4 separate regions of the Mus musculus genome follow, and regions 2, 3 and 4 are each linked to region 1. Evidence: chromatin contacts called from public ChIA-PET, Hi-C and HiChIP or PLAC-seq data. All regions are on one chromosome and are shown on one strand. The core of a region is the stretch at or near the end of the contact, and the rest is flanking DNA. Distances in the headings are between cores, read along the strand shown. Region 1 holds the start of Ssbp2 (single-stranded DNA binding protein 2). Region 2 overlaps Atg10 (autophagy related 10). Region 3 overlaps Atg10 (autophagy related 10). Region 4 overlaps Atg10 (autophagy related 10).

The links. A called contact is a pair of places that touch in the nucleus more often than the background predicts. ChIA-PET counts read pairs in DNA pulled down with a chosen protein or histone mark. HiChIP or PLAC-seq counts read pairs in DNA pulled down with a chosen protein or histone mark.
Region 2: an H3K27ac HiChIP or PLAC-seq map of DN3 thymocytes shows a contact between it and region 1, with 26 times the contacts expected there. The contact joins the enhancer-like site here to the promoter of Ssbp2 in region 1. A contact is called at or near these places in 18 of 39 promoter capture datasets (the 3T3-L1 cell line, 3T3-L1-derived adipocytes, the C10 cell line and 11 more), 4 of 15 datasets of contacts at CTCF or cohesin (the NIH/3T3 cell line, embryonic stem cells and pro-B cells), 86 of 484 Hi-C or Micro-C datasets (the AML12 cell line, B cells, the C2C12 cell line and 51 more), 25 of 115 datasets of contacts at active chromatin or transcription factors (DN3 thymocytes, the SCID.adh cell line, Th17 cells and 19 more) and 2 of 9 other capture datasets (macrophages and pancreatic islet).
Region 3: a contact with region 1 is called in an RNA polymerase II ChIA-PET map of memory CD8 T cells, with 41 read pairs. The contact joins the enhancer-like site here to the promoter of Ssbp2 in region 1. A contact is called at or near these places in 11 of 39 promoter capture datasets (the 3T3-L1 cell line, the C10 cell line, the HPC-7 cell line and 6 more), 3 of 484 Hi-C or Micro-C datasets (the N1E-115 cell line, Sertoli cells and cranial neural crest), 6 of 115 datasets of contacts at active chromatin or transcription factors (cardiomyocytes, embryonic basal ganglia, embryonic forebrain and 3 more) and 2 of 9 other capture datasets (macrophages and pancreatic islet).
Region 4: a contact with region 1 is called in a Hi-C map of large pre-B cells, with 2.0 times the contacts expected there. The contact joins the enhancer-like site here to the promoter of Ssbp2 in region 1. A contact is called at or near these places in 5 of 39 promoter capture datasets (the C10 cell line, the HPC-7 cell line, hematopoietic stem and progenitor cells and 2 more), 8 of 484 Hi-C or Micro-C datasets (the G1E-ER4 cell line, MC3T3-E1-derived osteoblasts, Th1 cells and 5 more), 7 of 115 datasets of contacts at active chromatin or transcription factors (acute myeloid leukemia, bone marrow-derived macrophages, craniofacial prominence and 4 more) and 3 of 9 other capture datasets (adipose tissue, liver and macrophages).

Annotation. Positions count from the first base shown.
Region 1 is chr13:91,459,658-91,462,483 of GRCm38.p6, reverse strand. It overlaps Ssbp2 (single-stranded DNA binding protein 2), which reads right to left and starts at 1,387. Exons shown (of 17, transcript NM_024272.4): 1 at 1,236-1,387. The coding sequence starts at 1,297.
Region 2 is chr13:90,966,300-90,969,125 of GRCm38.p6, reverse strand. The region is part of intron 5 of Atg10 (autophagy related 10); the gene reads left to right. Among named protein-coding and RNA genes, the nearest start is that of Gm46434, 36 kb to the right of the region's middle. Within about 2 kb of position 1,490, at least 26 of the 459 cell types and tissues checked have an H3K27ac peak or open chromatin away from gene starts, as enhancers often do. A contact at or near this core is called in DN3 thymocytes, the N1E-115 cell line, brain and 4 more, where this site is marked.
Region 3 is chr13:91,131,792-91,134,617 of GRCm38.p6, reverse strand. All of the region lies in intron 3 of Atg10 (autophagy related 10), which reads left to right. Among named protein-coding and RNA genes, the nearest start is that of Atg10, 91 kb to the left of the region's middle. Within about 2 kb of position 1,372, at least 19 of the 459 cell types and tissues checked have an H3K27ac peak or open chromatin away from gene starts, as enhancers often do. A contact at or near this core is called in memory CD8 T cells, where this site is marked.
Region 4 is chr13:91,201,378-91,204,203 of GRCm38.p6, reverse strand. All of the region lies in intron 2 of Atg10 (autophagy related 10), which reads left to right. Among named protein-coding and RNA genes, the nearest start is that of Atg10, 21 kb to the left of the region's middle. Within about 2 kb of position 1,388, at least 22 of the 459 cell types and tissues checked have an H3K27ac peak or open chromatin away from gene starts, as enhancers often do. A contact at or near this core is called in pre-B cells, where this site is marked.

The DNA.
Region 1 (2,826 bases), core at 138-2,637:
CCAGAGTACCTCTGAGAAGGACTTGCTCTCCCCCAGCCTGAGTCCCCTCAGCAAGACAGTATGTTCAATGACAAGGATAAGCTTGACGCCCCCCCCCCGCCCCCAGCAGACCCAGTACAGGGAATCAGTCTGAACATCTGCACATAGGAAAAAGGGGGGGGGGGAGGGTTCTTCCTCGGTGTCAGAGTCACTATTCGCTCTCATTTTAGTAACAACCAAATCGCCGTTACAAGTACACAAGAATAGCAGCCAACTAGCCTGCTCCGCAGCGTGCCGCGACCGTGGCACCTCGGCTCCCCAACGTCCTCCGGGTTCCCACCGAAGTTACCACCTGTATCCCCCACGACCCAGCGGAGCGGCTTGTGCCCAGCATCTCTGCCGCAGCCCCCACGCCGACCCGCGTCGGGTCCACACCGCGGGCAGCCCTCCTCGCGGCGCCGCCACGGCCCACGGGACCTGCCCTCCGCGCCCGCGGCCACCAACCCCCGGGGACACCGCAAGTCTCAAAAAGTTCTGGGGCCGCCGCCGAGCCGGTGTGCGGCGGGAGGCAGGAGCGCCAAGCTCTCGCGACCGACCCCGCGCGGGCCAGCACACACTCTCCCTCCGGGAACTCGGCGCTCCCACTCCCAAACTTCCCCCGCCGCCCCGGACCCGCCCGCCAGCCAGCTCGGCCTGCGCCGGGAGAACCCGCGGACCCGCGTCTCTGCGCCCGCCCGCCCGCCCGGCCCACGCCCGCACTTGCCCTCCGCGCCCCGCGGGGCCCCGCTTCCGCCCGCCCGGCCCGCCGTCCTCTCCCCTCTCCACGCTCGCGGGCCCCCGCCGCGGCCCCGCCGGACCCCGGCCGCCCCGCAGCCCGCGCCCCCCAGGCCCGCCGCGCGCCGCGGCCCGGCCGTCCTGGACCACAGCTCCAAAGTTACTTTGCGAGGAGGTGAAGCCGCGGGTGGTTCCCCTCAACCACCCAAACAAGTTTCCATCCCCGCCGCCGCCGTCCCCCCGCCACGCGCGTCCCTCCCGCCGCCCGCTGCCCGCGGCCACCCACCCGGGGGGCTCCCCCGTGGAGGCAGGCGGCCGCTCCCCGGAGCCGCGCGCCCCCGCCCCGCGCCTCCCCCTGCAGCCCACCCCCGGCTCCCCCGCGGCGGGGCGGCCGTGTGGCTGCGGTTCCCGGAGAGTGCGAGTGCGTGCGCGAGTGTGCGCGCGTGCGAAGGCGGAGGTGGCTGCGGCGCGGAGACACTCACTTCTCCCGGGCCTGGCTGTCGGACGGGACGGCGCTGCTGTTACTCTTGCCTTTGCCGTACATGCTTGTGCCGAGAGCAGCTCCCACTGTCACGCACCTGTCAACCCATCACAGCCTCCCCGGGAACAGCCCCGTCCCCATGGCGACCCACGCAGCCACCCCCACCATTGGCCGCCCCACGCCAGAGCTCCGCCCTCCTCGCCCTGGCAACGCGCGAGACTGACAGGCCTCCCCTCCCTCCGGCCTGCCGGAGCGCGCGGCGGCGGCTCGGCCTAAGCGGCAGTCTCCTCCCTCCCTCCCTCCCTCTCCCGCTCCCTCCCTCCCTCCCTCCTTCCCTCTCCGCCGCGCTCCCCCTCCCGCTCTCCTTCCCCCCTCCCCCTCCGAACCCGGGCGCTAGGGGGGAATTAGAAACTGCTCTAGAAGGATTTTAAACAACTGGCTGTTCCCTCCGCCGCCGCCCCGCCCCCCGCGCCGCCCGCGCCCGGCTCCTCACTGGAGAGAAGGCGCGGGGAGGAGGGGAAAGTGCGGCCTGGAGTGCCTGGCAGCGACTGCGGAACGGGAGTCGCGGCGGCCCCAGACTTCGGGGCGCCCGGCGAGTCCACAGGCGGACCCGCGGACCCGGCGCCGGGGTCCCGCCAACCTCCTCTCCCGCTCCTCTCCGGCCAGGCACCCCGGGTCCGTACCCGCGGTTGATCTCATCCCTCCTGTCTGGGGTGTCGCCCCAATCCCGTTCCCGGAGGGCCAGCAGGCCGGGGACGCCCGCTCTGAACCCTCGACCTTCTGGCTCAAGGACTGAGCGAACCTCTGTCTCTCCCTGGGAGGCACCGTGCCTCCCATTGGGGCGCCCGCTGAGGTGCTGTCGCCGGCTCTGAAGTCAAGCCCTGAATCCCAAAGGACCACCCTCCCTGGCGTCTGCCTCCTGTCTAAGAGGGGACTACACCCCCTCCCCTTCCCAAAGAGGTCAAGAGACCGACTCGTGGGACCGCAGTGGCCCAAGGCCTGGGTCCCTACCTCCCCAGTACTCTGCACAGACCTGCAGCAGACCAGGGGCCCAGGCATTCTCTACTCGGCCTGCTTTTATAGTTTGGATGGGCAATGTCATTTCAATTTGACCCTTGGACTGGAAAGATTCAGAGAAGGCCCTGAAAGACATCCCTGTATTTGCCCAGCAGAATAGGCCGCAGAGCCCAAGATGTGCAAAGCTGTGCCCAAGCTGAAAACTCCCGGAGAATATTTTTGGATCCAAGTCCCTAATCTCATTTCAGTGAATGCGCAAAAGTTTCTCAAGACACACGCAACCTGGTTTCTGATAGACTCCATCCTTTATTTTGTTAAAGATCCTTGGCTGTAAAATCAGACAGAGTAGAAATCCGGTTGAGAGAAGAGATGAGCTTCAAATGGGAGGTGACAGGGGAAGAGAGGTGCCATTGGGGTAGGACATGGAGACCTCAGAAAAGCATGAATAGAGGAGTAACGGTTATGCTAAGGAAAGGAAATAACATTCAAATGAGGAAGCATACCTTTCTATTGCACACAGCTTTAAGCATTTAGCAGTAGGATCATAAAAATGCATATGGAGATGCAGAGATAGA
Region 2 (2,826 bases), core at 241-2,740, 490 kb after region 1:
GGTTGGGAGAGTATGAGCAACACAGAACCTTTGTGGTTGTGTTTGCCAGCAGGATGTTTAGGGCTTAGATTATGCTTTGGTATGTGGTAGGTACACACCGAAGCCTTCTCTCTGTTCTGTGATTAGGCATACTCTAAAAGACGGTCTGGAAAAGTTGTCTGGACCAAGTTACAAGAAAAACAGAGACCTTTGCAGTTGAGACTTTATCATGTAGGTATAGATTTTTAGCCAGGCAAACCCCAAATCTATTAATCAGGCATTATCCTGTGACGCAGAGCTCTGATTGGTTGTTGACAGAGATTTATGTTCCCAAAATGATTGAGCAAGGGATGATATCAGGTTAGCATTTGAGTTTCTGTAGTGAATGAAAACGGAGAAAGAATGAAAAGCCTGAACTAGAGCCGGCTGGAGGAGAGATGCTCGCCAGAGTTCATTTTGGGACTAACTTCCAATAGGTGAAAAGAAATGGGAGTGTTTGGTGGAAGCTGTGCTTTGGGTGGGGGTGGGGGTGGGGGTGCTGAAAGATGCTTTGGAGAATTAAGGGGTCAGAGCAATGAAGTGAAAGGAGATTTCAAAACAGTCCTTCAGTGAAAGTGAACTTCTGAGCCTCTGGAGGTGTTCATCTGAAAGGCTCTTCCTGTCACTATGGGGAGTTGGTGTCTCTGGAGGTCTTGAGTAGACAGAATGGGTTGTTCACTTGAGTTAAAGAAAAAGGTCTGTGTCTGTTGTCAGCTGTAAAACTAAAGGAATGCGAAAGTTAGATTTTTCAAAATTACATGGTTTAAACTTTTTGTTTTATGCATGAAAACTGATATTTCTACAAATATGTGGGTGTCACCACATAGCAGATATGCAGATGTTTAGTCAACTGACACAATAATTGAGCCCTGTACTTGTTCAGTATGAAAATGTACCAAGTAAAAGACTCCAAGATTTGTGAATTTAAGAAATAGATTTCCTCATTGCCAGTGCAAAGTAGTTTGGCTAGATCATATTTGAAGGAGAATGTTGTAATCTTAAAAACTACCATACCAGCTAACTATTACAGTGCCCCTCAGTTAATGCAAAGACATGAGAGCTATAGCATTAGAGGAGCTTTTTGCTCATGTTTGCCTTTGAATCACGTGAGTCACTAGGGAAGACGAACATCCTGGGTTTTAAGTTGACCGTACCCACATGTTTGTGAACCTTCACAGCTGGAAGGCAGTATGAAGACGGCATTGTGGCAAGGAGATGCTTTCTTATAAAGAAAAGCACTTAGCTTTTCAAGCAGATTCCAGATTAGCCAGCTGTTGCTTCCTAGACAGGCCACAGGAGTCTAGAACCAATGACGTTGGCTTCTCTATTGAGGGGGAAGATGTGGTGGTTGTAGCACTGGCTGTGGTCTCCATCTCCTTAGCTTATGTCAGCCTGTCACAGCCGGGCTCCTTCTCTGCCTGTTTCTCCTCAGCAGCAAGCCTAGCATCCATGCCTACAGTGTGGTGGATGGCTCTCTGGCGGTCTCTGCTGGCGGATGTTCTACATGTTTCCAGGAGGAACAGCCCAAGACTGACTCTATTAGAGAATTTTGAAAAAAAAAAAAGTGTAAATACATAAATAACAAATATACTAAAGTTCCCTGTTGTGAACCTAAGTGAAGTTTTAACTTGTAGCTATAACTCTGAAGCAGACAATGTGTACAAGCATCTTTGAGTGTGCACATAATGAATGTATAGCCCTGTTTCTTGGTTGAAGGGAAGAAATTAATCATTTAAAGTCAATTCATGGTATGTGTGCATGTGTGTGTTTAAGTTCTTAAAGCTCATATGTCTCTAATTTTTCTAGCAGGCACTTTTCAGCATATGTCAGCATGTTTGTAGGTTTTCTCATTGTTTTTGTTAGCATTTAGATTGCCAGCAAGCCTTCAACCTGAGCATTAAATCTTTTAATTATTATAGTCATTGATGGCCATATTTCCAGATTACAATCTTCCATGAACAGATGAATTGGAGATATTGATTTGTTATATTAAAGAGAACTAATGTGTGTGTTTCCATGCATATATTAGCATATTGCATCAGAGATCATGTCTCATCTCTTTCCCATTTTTTTTTCATTTTAATTCTTGATAGAGCATGTATAATCAGTGAAATAAGCATCATCCATTAGTGAGCTTGGTCTTCCCTGAAGTATTACTATGCTAAACAATCCTATTACCAAAGCATTATTTTGATAGTTTATTAAAAGTCCTGCAGCTCTCACATTGCTATACTCAAACACAGCTTTATGCAATTAAAGTTATAATAGGAACTTTATTACAATGATATATAACTTGTATCACCCTAATAAAAGTTCCTGTACACAGCGATGCTTTAATAATGCTGTTTCTGTAACACTGCTTCCTTCGTAATGGGGACTTCTCTCATGGCAACTTCATTATTAGGAAATGATCTCAGTAATAGAAATGCAAATACAGATTTTGAAAGGAGCGTTGTGTGCACGGCTCCATTATTGACCTGCTGTCTTCTCATGCATTGCATATCATCATTATAAGCCAACCATGTAGATTATAGTTACGATTACGGCCATGCTGTTACAGTTTAGCATTCGTGTCATTCCAGGGAAACACTGACTGCCATTTTAAGATGAAATTTGGGAGTTAAAATTATTTAAATTTTAATTAAAATTAGAATCAAAAGCATTAAAAATGACTTACAAAACTTTCTCTGATTTTTATTGTATCATAGATAGAGGAGACATCGGCCCTTAAAATGGGGTGTTCCCTTGATGTTCTCACCGTCTTCTCAATAGATGTATGAGAATAATGCTTTAAGGGAAAGAATTTCT
Region 3 (2,826 bases), core at 123-2,622, 330 kb after region 1:
TAGTGTGGTTTGAGGTTTCAGAGGAAACAGGCATCGAGCATTCTGAAAACCGGTCTTGTCTGATTAGGACTTTGAATAGCAGTACAGTTTAGAATAATTACAGGAGACGTAATATGCGGCAACAGAGTGTTTCTGTAGCTCGTGTATGGCAGAAATGTTTGTGTGTGCTTCCTAGAGTTCAGCAGACAGCGCACATGCAGGTGAGGGGGCTGTGTAGTGAAACCTGGCTTAGAGGTCTTAGTGCAGTTCAGCGCTCTGCCGTGAGAAAGACTGTTACAGAGGCAGGGTGTTGTCAGCATTTCTTGTTCTCTCATGGCTAGGCCCTTAGTACCTGTGTTATACACTTGGAAAAATTCATGTAAGATATGCTGTTAGTGAGACTCCATAACCTAAATAGATAGCTTCTGAAGGCTACTTTTACCTTGAAATTTCTGTGCATGTGCATTCTGCTCTCTTTGGCAAAACTTAGAATTTATATTTTGAGAGAAATCAAGTTGAATGTTGAATAAATTCACAGAGGAAACCAATTATCTTTCTATTTATCAGGCTAGTAAAAAAAAAAAACTTTGTAAAGACACACCTGCTATAGCTGTTGTAGTCAGCAGTGAAGTGTATCAGACAGGTTCCTTTACCTGTAACTCTAATTTTGGGAGGGCTGTTATTTCTGGCAGCACATGTGTACTTAAGAGGACACTAAGTTCATTTTTGTGTACAAAAAAAAAATTGCCAAGGGGATAAGGGTATAGCTTGATGAAGAGCATGCGCTTAACAGGCATCAGGCCATGGGCCCCACCCACCCACCCAGTAGCTGGGTACTTAAACCCAGACAGTGTACCCAGGAGCCGCTTGCTTCTCAGGGAGGACATTAGTGCATTGTTTTAATTTAGTTGCCCTAGTGAGTCTCACATGTTTCCATGCTGTAGCTTTTTACAGAACGTTTAATGGGTTGCAGGTTGCAGGTTTTTTGAGTCTTTCATGGAGAATTCCTAAGCAGGATATCTTGATTTTATTAGCAAACCTAAAACAAATAAAAGTGAAACCACGTCTTAGTGTTTCTTCCTCTTTGATTTTTTTTTAAGCCAATAGAAGTGTCAGCTGTGGAGGAAGAAACACTGCTTAGAAGGTATTGCAATGAGATTTTAGCTTATGAGAATTATATATGAGTCTAAAATACGTGAATTTAAGAATTTATTCATTGTATTTGAAATTAATTTTCATCCTTAGTTAAACTGAAAAGGTTAATTTAAAAATATTCTATAGAGTATTATTGTGGATTGCAGAAATGGGATGGGGGTATTCAACTGTGTTCTTGGCTCCTGCAGACTTTCTTTAAAGGAATGGTTTGCTAAATCAAGCATTAGGTATTTGAGATAAGCCTTGAGGAGAGATGCATTTAGTCCTGCTGACCTCAACAGAGCCTCCAGTGATTACATTTGTCTAGCTATACAGTAGGCTGCAGAGAGAAGGGAAGGGAGGTTTCGGGCTGGCAGTAGTATTGTAGAACTCCAGGGTGATGTCTGGGATTGTGTTTGTGTCCAGTGGGTCAGCAGGTGACAGCTGTTGTTCTGGTTGCTTGACTCCCTGTCCCCTTCCGAGAGGGAAGTGGTGATCTGAGAGGAACAATTTGTGCTTTGGAGAGTTGAATGGCTGCTGACTCTCTGAGCGCCCTTCCCTAGCTCTCTCTAGTCCTCCTGATGCCATCACCTTTGATGTTTCCTGCTATGTTGAGTGTGGACTGTTCTCAGCTGCGGCACTTTGCAAGGCCATGGTACCTGCAGTTAGTACATGGAGGTGTGTCATGGTTATCCACACTGGTTCCAGCCTTTTTTTTTTTTTCCTGCTTCCTATTGCACCTCAGGGTAAGGAGGAGCCTCTCCTCCATGTCCCTGTGGCGCTGAGCACATCCTACTCTCTCCTCTGGTGCTCACTGACACAGGGTAGAGCTGTGAGCCAGAGTAATAAAACCGTCCTCCCATAGCAGTTTCTTTCAGGTGTTCTTGTCACATGGTCAGGGAGGTGATGCATTTGCCAGGATCTGGGTACTTTTAGCAGTAGCCACAGCACCCAAGCCTGAATCTTATCCCCGAGCCTCTATGCCACAACCTGTATTTCTACTGCCTGTCCTCTCTGCAAGCCTGTCATACTCCATCACTACCAGATTTTGTAAGTAATTACAACACCTTTCCTATCTTTATCATTAACCCTAACCTCAGCTGTTTCTTTTACCTTAGGTTAATGTCAAGAGATGGAAGATGTCTCCCTTGTTACTAGTAATCTTAGACTTACCAATTCTGGTGTTCATCTTCTTTGACCTACTGTAACATCTGGCTATATTGATTAAGCTTGACACAAAGAGAGTCATCAGAAAGGAAGGAGCCTCAATTGAGGAAGTCCTTCCATAAGATCCCGCTGAAAGGCATTTTCTCAATTAGTGATCAATGGGGAAGGGCCATTCCCATGGTGGGTGGTGCCATCCCTGAGCTGGTGTCCTGGGTTCTATAAAAATGCAGGTGGAACCAGCCATGTGAAGCAAGCCAGTAAGCAGCTCCCCTCCATGGCCTCTGCATCAGGTTCATGCCCTGTTTGAGTACCTGTCCTGACTTTTTTTGTTGATGAACAGCAATGTGGAAATATAAGTGTAAACCCTTTTCTCCCCAAGTTACTTTTTGGTCATGGTATTTTGTTGCAGCAATAGAAACCTTAACTAAAAAAATTAATCAAGCCTTTCTTGAAATAAACTCTTCTTGTCTGCAAAACACTGGGAGAAAAGAATTCTTTATTCATCTAACAGGTCACTGAATTACGCTATGGCAAAAGTTGTAAACT
Region 4 (2,826 bases), core at 139-2,638, 260 kb after region 1:
TCTGAAAAATGGATATATTTTTTTTGTCAGTGCTAAAACACAAAGTACCATGAAAGGATTCTAAGTCTCAGGTAATTTCCAGGGTCAGGGGTTGGAGAGCAATGGAGCCCTCTACTCTGTATAGACAGACAGCATTCGTGTGCTTGCATGCATGTACCCTGAGGACGGGAGCACTAGGGGACAGGGAGTGTTCCAAGTTTAGACATTGTACACTCAGATTCAATTATGGATTCATTTCTCTCTGATTTTTAAATTGTTTTGAAGTAATAATATTAAGCTAACAAACTTTAAAACCTCTTTCCACCTAGTTTTTGATTATTGATCTAACTTGAACTTCACAGCAATGTTTATAATGTTCACTCTTAGCCTTTGCTGTTTTCAGAGTGGGTCCTTTTTATGTTTTAAGAAAACCAATAAAGCCACTATATGAGCCAGTGCTCTTCTCCTTATACCACATGGTTAATGATGTTTATTATGGTGAATCATAAAACATGTCTACAGGCATCTTCACTTGGGGTTACTGTGATCTTATTGCAGTCCGTAAAGCCCAATATCATATAAGAAGGTCTAGCGTTCTCTGGACAGAGGCGCCACGAATCTCAGCTCTATTTTTGTGCATTCATGAAATCTTTAGTATGTATTTAGAAATTTAATATCACAGTAGGCTGGAGATGTAGCTCAGGGAAATCACACCTGCCAACCATGCACAAGGCTTCCCACACTGTAAAAACAAAAACAAAAACAAAAACAACAAAAAAGCTCATTTCAACTCTCCTTCTAGAGTTTTCTATTTGTTAATTGTGTTTGTTATGTGTGTGTGTGTGTCTGTTCACACATGTGTTATATTTGTGTGTGTGTTTGTATAGGCCAGAGGTTGATGTGCAGTGTGGTTCTTAGTCACTCCTTATCAGAACTTTTGAGATCCAGACTCTCCTTAGTCATTTTATTAGTGGTGGTGAGGTTCTGGCTGGTGTTTTCTGGTTCTTGGCTCATTATTCCTGTAATAAAGGTTCACACAGATCCCAGAGTAGCAAGAAACGTATTTAAGGCAACTTGGTAGTATAGATAAGAAAGAAATAGGAGTGAGGGCCCTCAAGAGCTTCAGGCAACCCGGGTATGTGTGAGTCATCATAGGTATGTTTGACTGGTTTCTAGTCAGCCATCATTGACTAGAAACCATATGACTGGTGGGCCTTATGAGGAACAGAGACTTCTTGCATCCTTTGAAGTGGGGTGTGCTTGGAAGTCAGTGAGATGGGGTGCTAGGTTGCCAACATACAGCTGGATAGATACATTGGAGTTGTGTGTGTGTGCATGATACACGATACACACGGAGAGTCCTCACCACCAAGAGCACCGGTGCGCAGCCTAAGCCCAGCAAGGCAAGGTTGCTCACTGTTTATTGCCTGTGTTGTCTGCTTCAGTTCGGATGCACTGCTTGGCTAGCTAGCCCCAGGGAGCTTCCTGTTGCTGCCTCCCCAGGGACAGGAGCCCAGGCTTAAGCTGCTGCTCCCACGTTTTTATGTGAGCTTTGGGGACCTGAACTTTCTTTTTAAATTAATATCTGTAAATCTGTTTTTCACAGCGTATTGCTAAAGCAATTCTCACACACTTGAAAGTTTCTTTCTGTCTCTGTGGTGTGGAAACAGGACATTCAGACACTGCAAAGAAATGCTCCCACTTTCTTGAGGTTAGACTTTATATGGTTAACATTCGCTAATTTTCTGTTATTCTTTATTGTGCTTTTCAGGCTGAATTTCATGTAATCCAAGATGGCCTTAAACTTGCTCTGTAACTGAGGATGGCCTTGAACTCCTGGCCCTCTGTCTCCATATCCAAATGCTGGGATTACAGGCATGTGCTAACATGGCTGGCTTTGTATGTTATTCTTAAAGAAGAATTAGAGAGCTTTCCCCCTGCATTAATCACTGATTCCTCAGTTAAACCTGCTTGATTGTATTTCAAAAGACGCATAATAACACATCAGAAATATCTTTATTATTTGCAGTGTAACTTAGGAACTAGTTGTTATAAAGGCTGTTCCTTAATTTATATAATGTAAAAAAAATAATGGCTAGGTATGGTGTTATGTCAGTATTTGGGAGGTTAAGGTAGATAAATTGCTCTGAGTTCAAGGTTAGCCTGGGCTATATAGTGTGATCCAGGACAGCTAAGGTTATAGAGCAATTCTGCATCTCAGTACAACAATGACGGCAAAAACAAGCAAACAAACAAACAAACAAACAAACAAACCAGAACCAAAACCTTCTTCCTTCAAAAAATAACTAAGTAAAACACTTAAATTTAATGGAGTATAAATTTAAACTGCTTGACAATTCATTTTTCAAAGGCATCTTTGTCTCTGAGTAATACACATTGCTTTTTTTTTTTTTCAAATCCTTCTCCATTTTACTATCTAAATCTAAGTCCATAATTTAAGGTAGATTGTAAAGTGTCTTCATGCTTTATCTGTCAGTGTGATCTGAGTAAAAAGCCCACCATGGTCCCCCATCACTCCTTCCACCCTGCTGAGTTTCATACCTCATTTATTTGCACAGCCATCTTTATTTTTAATGTCTTATGAAAAATTCCAGCATATAACACTAGAGAGAATCGTATAATGAATTTCTATGTACCTATCACCTGGATCCCACAATTATCAACTCACAGCCAGAAACACAGTTTTTCAAAGCATCTGTGTTATATATGAAATGACGTAATATATCTCAATTTAATTAACTTGGCTTTGTTTTTCCCCGTGCCTTCAAATGATGTGTTTTTGAAGCAAACTCTGAAAACTTATTTATTTCATATATTAAAAGGAAT